Linked DNA regions of Sus scrofa: all the other regions are linked to region 2. Evidence: chromatin contacts called from public HiChIP or PLAC-seq data. All regions are on one chromosome and are shown on one strand. The core of a region is the stretch at or near the end of the contact, and the rest is flanking DNA. Distances in the headings are between cores, read along the strand shown. Region 1 has its middle 20 kb from the start of KSR1. Region 2 overlaps KSR1 (kinase suppressor of Ras 1). Region 3 overlaps KSR1 (kinase suppressor of Ras 1).

Region 1 (3,726 bases), core at 29-2,528, 180 kb after region 2:
GTTGCAAAATGAGATACCATGCATGGGATCTTCTATGTTATTTCTGGGAGAAGGAATAGTATGCATTGTCATTTTTGTATTTTTTCCATATAGCTTGACTTTAAGAAATCATGAGCATTTATCTTTCAAAACAATGAAGTCATGAAGACATTACTTTAAAAATATGTGTGGAGGGAGTTCTTGTCGTGGCTCAGTGGTTAAAAAAACCCACCATTATCCACGAGGACTTGGGTTTGATCCCTGGCCTTGCTCAGTGGATTAAGGATCTGGTGTTGCCGTGAACTGTGGTGTAGGTCACAGACACAGCTCAGAGCTGCTGTGGCTGTGGCGTAGGCTGGCAGCTGTAGCTCCAATTCGACCCCCTAACCTGGCAAACTCCATACACCATGGGTGTGGCCCTAAAAAGACCAAAACATTTTTTTAATTAAAAATAAATATATGTGATTAACCTATTTTGCTCTGCCTGCCTGAAAGCTCAAAATTGAACTTTGTGCTCAATTGCATATTGAGTGTTTTTACCATTTCCCCCCACTCAGGGCCTGGAGTCAGAAAGCCTGGGTCTGAATCCTGACTCTGCCATTTACTATCAGTTTTGGTAAGTTAGTGAACCTCTCTATACTTTAGTTTCTTGATTTATAAAGGGGGGGGGGTGAGAATATCTGCTTCATTAGGTTATGGTGATTAAATTATACTGGTTACTCATCTAGGACAATGCTTGGATCATAGTAAAAGTCTATAAATGTTAGCTATTTTGCGATTTTATTAGATTTTCATTGACTGAATTTCATTGTCAAGCCATTTTTCAGGAAGGGCTCATGGATCCCTTCACTTCCCTATGTCTCACCCTTCAGTTACCATCTGTTTTTGGTGTCTTCTACTCCTGACATTTCTATAACACCCCATGGGACCTTTTAATTGTATATAAATTCCACTGTTTTGTGTTTCATCAAACCCTGGATGCCACTGATTGTAATCTGTACCATTAGTATGTCCACTTAAGAAAGAAAATTTTTGAAGACAGGATTGATTCTAAAATACATCCCACTTCCAGAGATGTTCGAAAGTGGAGGGATAGAAGTATAGTTTTTAATCCATGAATATGGTAAGAATGATCTGATCCTTTATTCTTGACTTGGGCGCTCCTTGGCTGGGAACTGTCTCTGTTCCTTCGGTGGCATCAGTATCAGTTGACTGGGTAACTCTTCCACCTGGCCCAGTGCCACCTTGGGTCAGTTCCAGGCAAGCCCATCTAAGCTTGTCCACACACACAGCTGGTGTAAAGGGCTTAGGTTTCCCCTGGATGTGGCAGTTTGTAACCTGACCTGATGTTCATCTTTAAAGCCAGTGGCTCTGAGGTCAGCTGACTTTCTCACCTTCAGTGACTGCTTTGGGGCTTCCTGCTTCAGCTTAAGTTGAATCGTTTGAGATAAGTTCCTAAGGAGAGTCATGTGGAGGGAAAAACAAATGGAATATCCAGTGTAATTTTCCCAGGCATTGGGCAAAGGACAGGGCTTAAGTCATTTTTTTTCTGTGTGGGTTTCAATCCCCAAATATTTGGAGTCATTCCTTCTAGTTACAAGATACAGTGAAAGGAGAAGTGTGTTGGGAAAGGTTGAACCTGACCTCAGGGCTAGCCCCGTGGCATGGGCAGACTCACAAAGGGACTAACTTGGGAGTCTGAGGTTGACTGAGTGCCTTTCCTAAAGTCTAGCACCCATTCAAGGCCATTTTGGAGAGAAACAGGACTCGAGACAGAGTAATTAGAAGTTAAGCCCTGGATGTTTTTTCTTAGCTCTATGACCTTGCAGAGTGAGTTGGTCTTTTTGAACCTCCACAACTATAATATAAAATGGGGATAATACTTCAAAATCCTTGGGAAGCACCAGGAATAGCAATGAGCACCACTGCCAGTGCTCAATAAATGGTAGTAAAACATGCTGAATGCCTGCCAGGTACCTGACGCTGCAGATACAAAATAAAAGCTTAACTCTACTCATGGAGGGGAGGCACTGTTACAGCTTTTTGTAAGTTCCCAGGCTTGGGGTCCAATCAGAGCTGCAGATGCCAGCCTATGCCACAGCCACAGACATGCAGAATCTGAGCCTCAACCTACACCGTAGCTCACAGCAACACCGGATCCTTAACCCACTAAGCGAGGCCAGGGATCAAACCCGTGTCCTCATGGATACTAGTCAGATCCTCTACCACTGAGCCACAAGGGGAATGCCCTGTTATAGCATTTTTAAATATCAAAGCTCCAGAAGCCACAGGCTGTTAAGCAGTTAGGCCAGAAATAATCCCAGTCTATCTTGAGATGCAGCCTTAGCCAGCATTTCCGCAAAGTCCTCTGGGCAGCCGGCCCTGGGGTGAGAAACTGGGTCAACCTGCTATATGAACATCCTCCTGATCTGAGGCCAAATGGGGCCAAGCCTAGAAGGCTGGGTCTTCGTCAGGTGTTGAACAGCGTGACCCGGTCTGAGGGAACTTCTTTCTCTGCCCAGCACAAGCTGAATGGGCTAGCGCTGGGCCTCTCATCCCAACTCCCAACACAGGAACTCCTGGAGGACAATTTTTAAAAAGACCCATTAGGAGTTAGAGTTGTGGCTCAGTGGTTATGAGGATGCGGGTTTGATTCCTGGCCCCGCTCAGTGGGTTAAGGAACCAGCATTGCTGTGGCTGTGTGTAGGCTGGCAGCTGCAGCTCCAAGTCCACCCCTAGCCTGGGAATTTCCATATGCCACAAGTGTGGACCTAAAAAACAGAAAACGACCAAACAAAAAACTCCCCAAATCACTATCATCATAATACTATAGATTTTCCTTTAGTATAGGAAATACAGGATTTACTCTGAGACCAGAAGAGCAACTTCTCTGTTATCACAAGTGGATAAAGTTCCTAGATTTCTATCATATCACTAAAAGAAAAACCACAAGGAATTTCTCTTGTGGCTGCAACAGCTTGGTTCACCCGCTGTGGCCCTGGCCTGGGAACTTCCACATGCCAACAGCAAGGCCAAAAAAAAAAAGAGAGAGAGAGAAAGCACAAAGATAATTATAGTTGCAGCCTCTAAAAAGGAAAATAATAGTTCTTCCAAACTGAACTAAATAGGTTTTCCTTCCCCAATCCTGCCCTCAATTTTTTTTTCCTCATCTCTCCTGTTAAACCTGTATAAATCAACTATAATGGAAAAAACAAAAATGATTTAAAAAAACCTATAAAAATGCAAGATCACAACCACACAAAGCAACCTAGACACCTGTAATTTAAATAGGTCACTGCACCTGATTCTGACCAGACATTTTGCTTTTGGCTGAAGGCAAGCAAAGAGCAAAGAGCAGATTGAGGTTGTTAACTGATCTTCGTTCCTGCCAAACATCTTACTATAAACATAAGCCATGGTTGTGATTTCTCCTGGCTGCACTTTATGGTTCACTACCAACAGCTCTCACTTCTGAGGGGAAAGGATTTTAAATCAAAAACCAGCATATTACAACTGATGCTTTATGATTTTTGAAACCAACATATAATCGTAAACCCCTATCACTCTAGACATTGCTTGTTTTATAATTTATACATCCTATAGTTAAGATGCATTGTCTTATTAGGCCAGAACCTGATCAGAATTACTTAGACAAAAATAAACCCACAAGGCTTCATTCTGATTAATCTGGAAGTTGGAGTCACTCTCCCTATGGCTTCTGGGTTGTGAGATAATGTTTTACTTCTC
Region 2 (3,959 bases), core at 1,104-3,603:
AGAAAGAAAGAAAAAAAATATCTTCCCGTTTGGCTTCAAATGAGCTGGAAAGTCTCCCTCAGTCCCCTAAGGCTTCAGGGGATCAGTCCGCGCCCTCCCCCCCGAATAAGGCAGCAGGGGCTGCTCCCCTTCCCTCCTGTGCCCTCTTTTCATGCTTCAATTCAAACCAGGGTCAGCTAGACAAACTGCGGGGGGGCAGGGGGGGGCAGTATCAGCAGGGCTCATGGAACAGATGAGCCAACCCAGGGTCCCACTTACACAGGAGCTGCCCCGCCCTCGCCAAGGCCAAGCCTCACTTCCTGAGGTGTGAACCGCGCATGGCCTCAGTGAAATGGGAGGGCTCAGCACACACAGCATCGCCATTATTTCAGTCTGTTCCTTCCTCCCCCCAGGCCTGGATCGCCACACTGGGGAGATCAGCTACCCTGTTCTGCCTGACAGCAGCAGGGACACCGTCCCCCAGTCAGCAGGCTACCTGGCAGAGTAAGGGTCCCAAACACACAAGCCTCAGGGCCAGGCCTTGGGAAGAAATGGGGACCAGTGGGCACGTGGCCCCCAAAGATTTATCATGTGATGGAGGTACAAGTACTGGAAACACTCCTCTCACCTCTTCACTGGACAGCAAGAAAGCTGACGGCCCCAGGGGCAACGCTGATCAGAAACCTACCGCTGTTCTCACTCAGAGTTGGCGGAAGACGGGAGGCCACAGGAGGGGCACCGGATCTTCTTAGAAGGAAATCAGAATATTTACTTGAAAAGGGCTGATTTCACTTGGTGGCAACGAGCACAAATCCATGCAGACCAAACAATCACACCCATGGGTTACATGGAGCCCCCGGATCACAGCCTGGAGACCCTGGATGAAGAGTCTGGGGTCTTCTGAGGAGTTTGTTTGGTCAGTGGCTTCTGAGGCTTCATTTCTGAAGGCAAATGGGGAGCTCTGTCAGCCCAGCAGCAAGCACCCTGGTGACACATCACCTGGCGGCCAGGCCCTCTCAGCCAAGCGCTGCCCTGGCTCTGCAGCCCCACCATGGAAGCAAAGTGCCCCGGCTTCCAATTCCTACGAGCTACTTCAGGGCTAACATTGATTCAAGCAAGAGGGGACTGTGCACGAGGCAGGCTCGCTGGAACCAGGGGAACCAGGTGAACCAGGCACGCAGAAAACGCTTCCCCCAGCCTTGGCTGCACCTCTGGCGGGACCACAGTCAGGCTGGGCATCTCCTTTCATGACTCAAGCAATGCCTCCAGGCAGCTTGGCACCTCCAGACCTCACATGTGGCTGTGATTCTCCCGCTCAGTTAAGGGCACAGCCAAGTCTGAGTTAGGAAGTTATTTCAGACGAGAGAAATTCGCCTAAAATTGTTCTGGATAATCTCTATAGCTTTTTCTTTTCAGGGCTGCACCCATGGCAAATGGAAGTTCCCAGCCTAGGGGTCAAATCAGAGCTGCAGCTGCCGACCTACACCACAGCCACAGCCATACCAGATCCGAGCCATATCCGAGACCTACACTGCAGTTTGTGGCAACACTGGATCCTTAACCCACTGAGTGAGGCCAGGGATCGAACCCCCATCCTCATGGACACTATGTCAGGTTCTTAGCCTGCTGAGCCACAACGGGAACTTCCACGGATAATCTTCAAACCGAAAGCACATTTAGGGAATCAGTGTCACCACCTGCTGCAGGTGACCTCACAGGCCCACTGACAGCTCGGCAGGTACAGCCGCCCTGGAACGCTCTCAGGTCCAAGAGGCCCCAAGGCTGCAGGAAGGTCTCCCAGCTTCCTAGAGCCACAGGAAGATGCCAAATTGTCTCAAAGCCAAGGGCTGCCCCCCACCCCCGGGAATTCTGGAGAAGGGAAGGAAGGCTGGGTGTCGACACTGCTTTAAGGAGAATTACTGCCCACCCCACCCCAGCTTCTGTCTAAAGAAGGAAATATGAGCTAGAAACCAGGGAGGGGGACATGGCTGCCCAGCCAGTCGAGGGAGATGCCCCCGGCTCCAGCCACCTTTGGGCAAGCACGTGGGCTGGGAGGCAGGGTGTGGGTCACACCCTGGCACGCTGGTTCCCTGCCTCCGCCTGCTCCCTCGAGCCGTGATTCACGACATTATTCTTTTTGATGGCAATGAGAGGGCAGGGCTAGTCTGAGAAGACTCCCAGTCTGTGATCATTCAACTGGTGGCTCTGTTCTCTGCAGCAGAAGGCGAGAACGGGCTGGGCTGCGCCAAACACGGCTGCCCCCTCCCCCCAGCAGCTGGTGTCATAGTCCAGGCTGGGTATCAAATGGCATCCTGGGACTTACCAGCAGCCACGGGGCTGCTTGGGGTCTATACTTAGAAACTTGGCCTGGGTGACATAAGCGCCATTCCCCATGGCTGTGGCCAGTCAGGTGGGTCATGGAAAGGCCAGGGGCTTCACAGCCTGTATGTGGCCACGGACGAGAACCTGTGATAGGAATTCCCGTTTTGGCTCAGCAGTAATGAACCCGACTAGTGTCATGAGGATGAGGGTTCAATCCCTGGCTCTGCTCAGTGGGCTAAGGATCCAGCATTGCTATGAGCTGTGCTGTACGTCGCAGACGCGGCTCGGAACCCGCATTGCTGTAGCTGTGGTGTAGGTCGGCAGCTGTAGCCCCCATTTGACCCCTAGCCTGAGAACGTCCATATGCCACGGGCACGGCCCTGAAAAAAAAAAAAAACCTGTGACAGCTCAGGATGGAATTCATGTGGAGGCCTGGGTTGAAGGAAGACAGAGACGCAAGCCTGTACCTGGGGTCTCTGTTTAGCCTTCCGTCTCATCTTAGAGGACAGCAGGGACCAGTAACGTCACTAACTACCTCAACGAGTGTGGCCACCACTCCAGGTCCATCGGAGGAGCCTGGATTTCTGGGTGGGGGGTGCGGCGAGGTAGAGGCATCCCCCAGCTTACCTGGCTGAGGCTTAATTCAAGGGCCAGGATTCTTCGCCACAGATGCCTCCCTGGGAACAGATCACACCAGAGGGGCCAGAGGTGGATCCCAGAACCTTGGGGATGGCGATGTAGGGCCCTGTGCACCCCCTCTGCGGCCAGGGCTCAGGGCGGGGCTGGGGCAGCAGAGGGAGAGAAACGAGAGCCCGTGTGCCTCCAGCGGGCAAAGGAGCACCTGACAGATGTTCCCTCCTGCCTTCTCACCACCGCTGGTGTCGGAGGAGAGGGAGGGGTGAGACTTGGATAATAATAGTGGGCTATTCTGGGAGGCACAGGAGGGGCTGAGGGAGCGAGGGGCCTGGGTCAGGCGGCCTCCTGGGGTTTCCATGGAGATCAGCAGACAGCTGGGGGATACTGGCTTTGTCTCTGAACCTAGTCACCATCCCAGCCCTGGGAAATAAGAAGACGCCCCTCCTGGGAGATGTCAGGCCCTTCCTGGAGGGCTTCTCTTCACGGCCTTCCAGCCAAAGAAGGGTCAGAGGTTGGAACCCTCTTCACCTTGGGCCCATCCCTGCTTCTCTCTGGGCCTCCATTTCATCATTTAGAAAATGTGTGGGCTTGGCTCCATCAGATCAGTGGCTCTCAACCTCAGTGGCACCTGGAGTTACCCGGGAGGCTTTAAAAAAGGATCCTGGAGTTTCTGTTGTGGCTCAGCAGTAACGAACCTGACTAGTAACCATGAGGACGTGGGTTCGATCCCTGGCCTCACTCAGTGGGTTAAGGATCCGGCATTGCTGTGAGCTGGGGTGTAGGTGGCAGACACGGGATGAGGACCGTGGGGCCTGAGGTCTGGCCAAAGCTGCCCAGCACAGAAAGGGTCTCAGAAGGCGGGTGGGACCAGGGCAGGGCAGCACCCTGGGGCCTGAGCTCTCATGAGGCCCATGCCCCTTCAGCTCACCCCCAGCCTAGCCTAGGCTCAGAGACACCCCGGGGGACACTGGTGCCTCCCTCTCCCACGAAGCGGGCGGGGGCTCACAGAGGGGGGAGCCCAG
Region 3 (3,583 bases), core at 119-2,618, 140 kb after region 2:
TGGATTAAGAAGATGTGGTATATATACACCGTGGAATACTATTCAGCCGCAAAAAGAACAAAATAATGCCATTTGCAGCAACATGGATGGAACTAGAGACTGTCATACTAAGTGAAATAAGTCAGAAAGAGAAAGACAAATATCATATGGTATCGCTTATAACTGGAATCTAATATACGGCACAAACGAACCTTTCCGCAAAAAAGAAACTCATGGACTTGCACAACAGACTTGTGGTTGCCGAGGGCGGGGGGGAAGTGGAATGGACTGGGAATTTGGGGTTAATAGATGCAAACCATTGCCTTTGGAATGGATAAACAATGAGATTCTGTGAGATACAGCACAGGGAACTATACCTAGGCGCTTGTGATGGAGCATGATGGAGGATAATGTGAGAAAAAGAATGTATAGGAGTTCCCATTGCAGTGCAGTGGAAACGAATCTGACTAGTAACCATGAGGTTGCGGGTCTGATCCCTGGCCTCGATCAGTGGGTTAAGGATCGGGCAACGTAGGTCGAAGACGTGGCTCAGATCCTGCATTACTGTGGTTGTAGGCTGGCAGCTATAGCTCTGATTCAACTCCTAGCCTGGGAACCTCCATATGCCGCAGGCGTGACCCTAGAAAGCAAAAAAAAAAAGAAGAAAGAAAGAAAGAAAGAAAAGAAAGAGAAAAAGAAAAAGAATGTATATATGTATGAGTGACTGGGTCACTTTGCTGTACAGTAGAAAATTGACAGAACACTGTAAATCAGCTATAATGGAAAAAATAAAAATCATTTTAGAAAAAAAGAAAATGATGGAAAATTGTAGTTTTCCTTGGACCTGGGCTCAGAAGAGAGAGGTGGGCTGAATGCAGTGTCTTGGGCATCTTGTTAAGCTCAGGCGTGAAAGAGAGGCTTCAGGAGGGTGGGAAGAGCTGGGAAAGAGAGTGGAGAACAGTCTTGGATGGGGAATGTGAGTATTTAAGAGTGGGTACCTGGGAAGGGACGGGGAGAACGCAGCCAGCCAGCCCCGGGGGGGACACAGGACGGTGGGACCTTAACAACAGTGACGGTGTGGTCAGAAAGGCCAGCCGCCACGGAGCAGTCCCTGGGGATGAAACCCAAGACAGGGGACCAGAGAGCTGGGAAGGGACTCTATTGCAAGAGAGGAATGATGGGGACGTGAAGGCTGCATGTGTAGACTCTGGAAAAGTCTGAGTGTTCTCTGAGGGAAGGGGAGCTGGAGCGGGAGCCGGGTTGCAGAGCGGGTGAGGCAGCCTGGCTCGCACCTCCCAGCGCGGGCTTCCCTCCTTGCTACTTGGAGCAGAAACAGCCTCTTGTTGGCAACCGTTTTGCCCTTACTCATGCTTGGATTAACAGCAAATTCTAATTTCCTGGCCGACTCATTTCCCACCCTTCAGGGAGCCTGGCAGGAGGCCGGCCTCCTTCCCCTCCTTCCCCTCCCACGCAGGAGTGAGGCTGGGGGAGCGCAGGCGGGCATCGCGGAGGCAGGGTGAGACCTGGAAGGCCAGCTTGTGCCATCCCCCCATTTAGCTCAGACTTGGAGAAGGGTCTCTGGTCTGCCCCAAATCCCAAAGCTGTTCCCACACCACGGCACAGACCCTCCGTGGCAGACAGTCTGGGAGGCTCGGGCGGGGAGGTGGCACCCAGCCAGTCTCTTGAGGCCCCAGGGGACACCTCCCCTCTCAGCAGAACTCTGATCCCTGCAGCTGTAAGCTCCTCAAGAAAAGGAAGAGATGATAAAATGACTCTCCCGTGACTGGCGGGCCAGTTGCCCTTGACTTCGTGTGTAGGGAGGGGCCCGGCCCGGCCCCGGGCCTCCCACTGGGCTCCCCAAAGGGTGGGAATGGAGTCTGGAAATCCGAATCCACCATTATCCGAGGACTGAGGAAGGGCATCGGTTGCCAAAAAGAGGCATCTTCTGCTCCGAGCAGCAGGAAGGTTTGTGAAGGAAAGGAGACGTGCCAGCCCCCCTTACCCACTCCGCTGCTGTCTGGCTCTGTGACCTTGAATAACTCGCTTAACCTCTCTGGGCTTAAAAATTCCACCCATCACCTCTGGAAGACACACGTTCCTTTGCTCATTCATTCATTCATCCAAAAAGCATGTCTCAGCATCTGCTCCCTTGGAGAAGGATGTGTCTGCGGGGAGAGCTAAGGCTTTGGAATCAGAGACCCATACTCAAATCTCCACCTGCCACTGACTAGCCTGTGACTCTGAGCAAGTCATTTAATCTCTGGGTGCCTTAGAGGAGTGAGAATACCTCCCACAGAAAGTAGATGTAAGAACGAAGTTAAACAAGACAGACAATAGTCTTTAACAAGTGCTGAAGCTCGCAGCTGTAAGCAGACGACAGCGGCAGCCTCGTGGGGATGGGGGTGGTGATGAGGAGGGTGGCGGTAACGCTCTGAAAGCCCAAACCAGAGCCCGAAGCCTAGGAGGTGTGAAAGAAACTGTCGTTTTTGTTACCGTGTGACTGTTGACATTAAAGATCATGGCACGAGGATATCACTGCATGTATCAATGCATTCATCAATACATGCAATGATATCATTGCACTCCTGATGTGGCAGATGCTCCAGAAGGGGTTGTTGTTAATGCATTCGTTTGTGCTAGCATCACGGCAAGCCCTCAGAGCATCCTCACTTCGGGGAAGGGGCCATGGAAGCTAGGATGGAGGGAGGGAGGCGCCTTCGGATCTCCAGCGCAGGATGCCTCTGAATCCCAGGGTGCCTGTGAACCCTCCACCCCAGGCCACTCAGGTCCCAGATCTCTCTCACCACTGCGGCTGGAGGAGACAGATCATTCCAGACCAGCCACTGTCCCCACCCCACTCCCAGTTATGTTTCTCAGCCCAGGAGTGAGCTGGACTCTGCTCTCCCTGCCCAACATTTATGTCTGCGGCTATTTATAACCATGGCTTGGAGTGGCCGTGGCCGAGGCTGAATGAGCAGTGAGAAATCTGGCCTCCCATCATGTAGGCAGCCCCAGAAGCCCTGGGTACCCAACAGAGCTTTTCATTTTCCAAACCATCTCTTAGCTTTCGTTCTCCTCCCCTGGCTCTGGTCCAGCATCTCTGCAGCCTGGGTGACTTGGTTCAATAAGAGGTCATTTCATGTCTCCCTACAACTCTCCTTCATAATCACCTGGGCCATGGGGTCCTGGCCTGTTTGGGCCTTCAAGGCACCGTGCTTCTCTTTCAAAGCCTCCCTGGCACCAGGGAGGAAGGCAGCCCTGATTGCCTGCTGGGAAGTGGAGAAGATGAGAAGCAGTGGCCAATAGCTGGGGGGCTGGGGTGGAAGGAGGGCACACACTGTGTGCCAGGGACCAGGGTAAGGGAAGCCACTGCAATGCGGCGAAGGGGCAGGAGCACAGGTGCTCGAATCCCAGATCTGCTACTTCCTAGCTGTGTGCCCTTGAACAAGTTACTCAGCCTTTCTGAGTCTCCATTCCTTACCTTGAAAAAAACAAAGATAGTCCCTCCAGAGTCACTAACAGGACTGAGAAAATGTTTGAGGCGCTCCCACAGCACAACACCTGGCCTCAACTGCTGCATCTGTCTTCCTTCACCTCCCTGCAC

Evidence for each region. HiChIP or PLAC-seq counts read pairs in DNA pulled down with a chosen protein or histone mark.
Region 1: a contact with region 2 is called in an H3K27ac HiChIP or PLAC-seq map of skeletal muscle. The contact joins two enhancer-like sites. A contact is called at or near these places in 2 of 2 datasets of contacts at active chromatin or transcription factors (alveolar macrophages and skeletal muscle).
Region 3: a contact with region 2 is called in an H3K27ac HiChIP or PLAC-seq map of skeletal muscle, with 2.4 times the contacts expected there. The contact joins two enhancer-like sites. A contact is called at or near these places in 4 of 47 Hi-C or Micro-C datasets (embryonic fibroblasts, liver, omental adipose tissue and 1 more) and 2 of 2 datasets of contacts at active chromatin or transcription factors (alveolar macrophages and skeletal muscle).

The regions. Positions count from the first base shown.
Region 1 is chr12:43,905,348-43,909,073 of Sscrofa11.1, reverse strand. No RefSeq gene overlaps it. Among named protein-coding and RNA genes, the nearest start is that of KSR1, 20 kb to the left of the region's middle. Within about 2 kb of position 1,278, at least 18 of the 83 cell types and tissues checked have an H3K27ac peak or open chromatin away from gene starts, as enhancers often do. A contact at or near this core is called in skeletal muscle, where this site is marked.
Region 2 is chr12:44,086,970-44,090,928 of Sscrofa11.1, reverse strand. The region is part of intron 2 of KSR1 (kinase suppressor of Ras 1); the gene reads right to left. Among named protein-coding and RNA genes, the nearest start is that of LGALS9, 66 kb to the left of the region's middle. Within about 2 kb of position 2,353, at least 8 of the 83 cell types and tissues checked have an H3K27ac peak or open chromatin away from gene starts, as enhancers often do. A contact at or near this core is called in omental adipose tissue and skeletal muscle, where this site is marked.
Region 3 is chr12:43,947,931-43,951,513 of Sscrofa11.1, reverse strand. All of the region lies in intron 1 of KSR1 (kinase suppressor of Ras 1), which reads right to left. Among named protein-coding and RNA genes, the nearest start is that of KSR1, 22 kb to the right of the region's middle. Within about 2 kb of position 1,368, at least 33 of the 83 cell types and tissues checked have an H3K27ac peak or open chromatin away from gene starts, as enhancers often do. A contact at or near this core is called in omental adipose tissue and skeletal muscle, where this site is marked.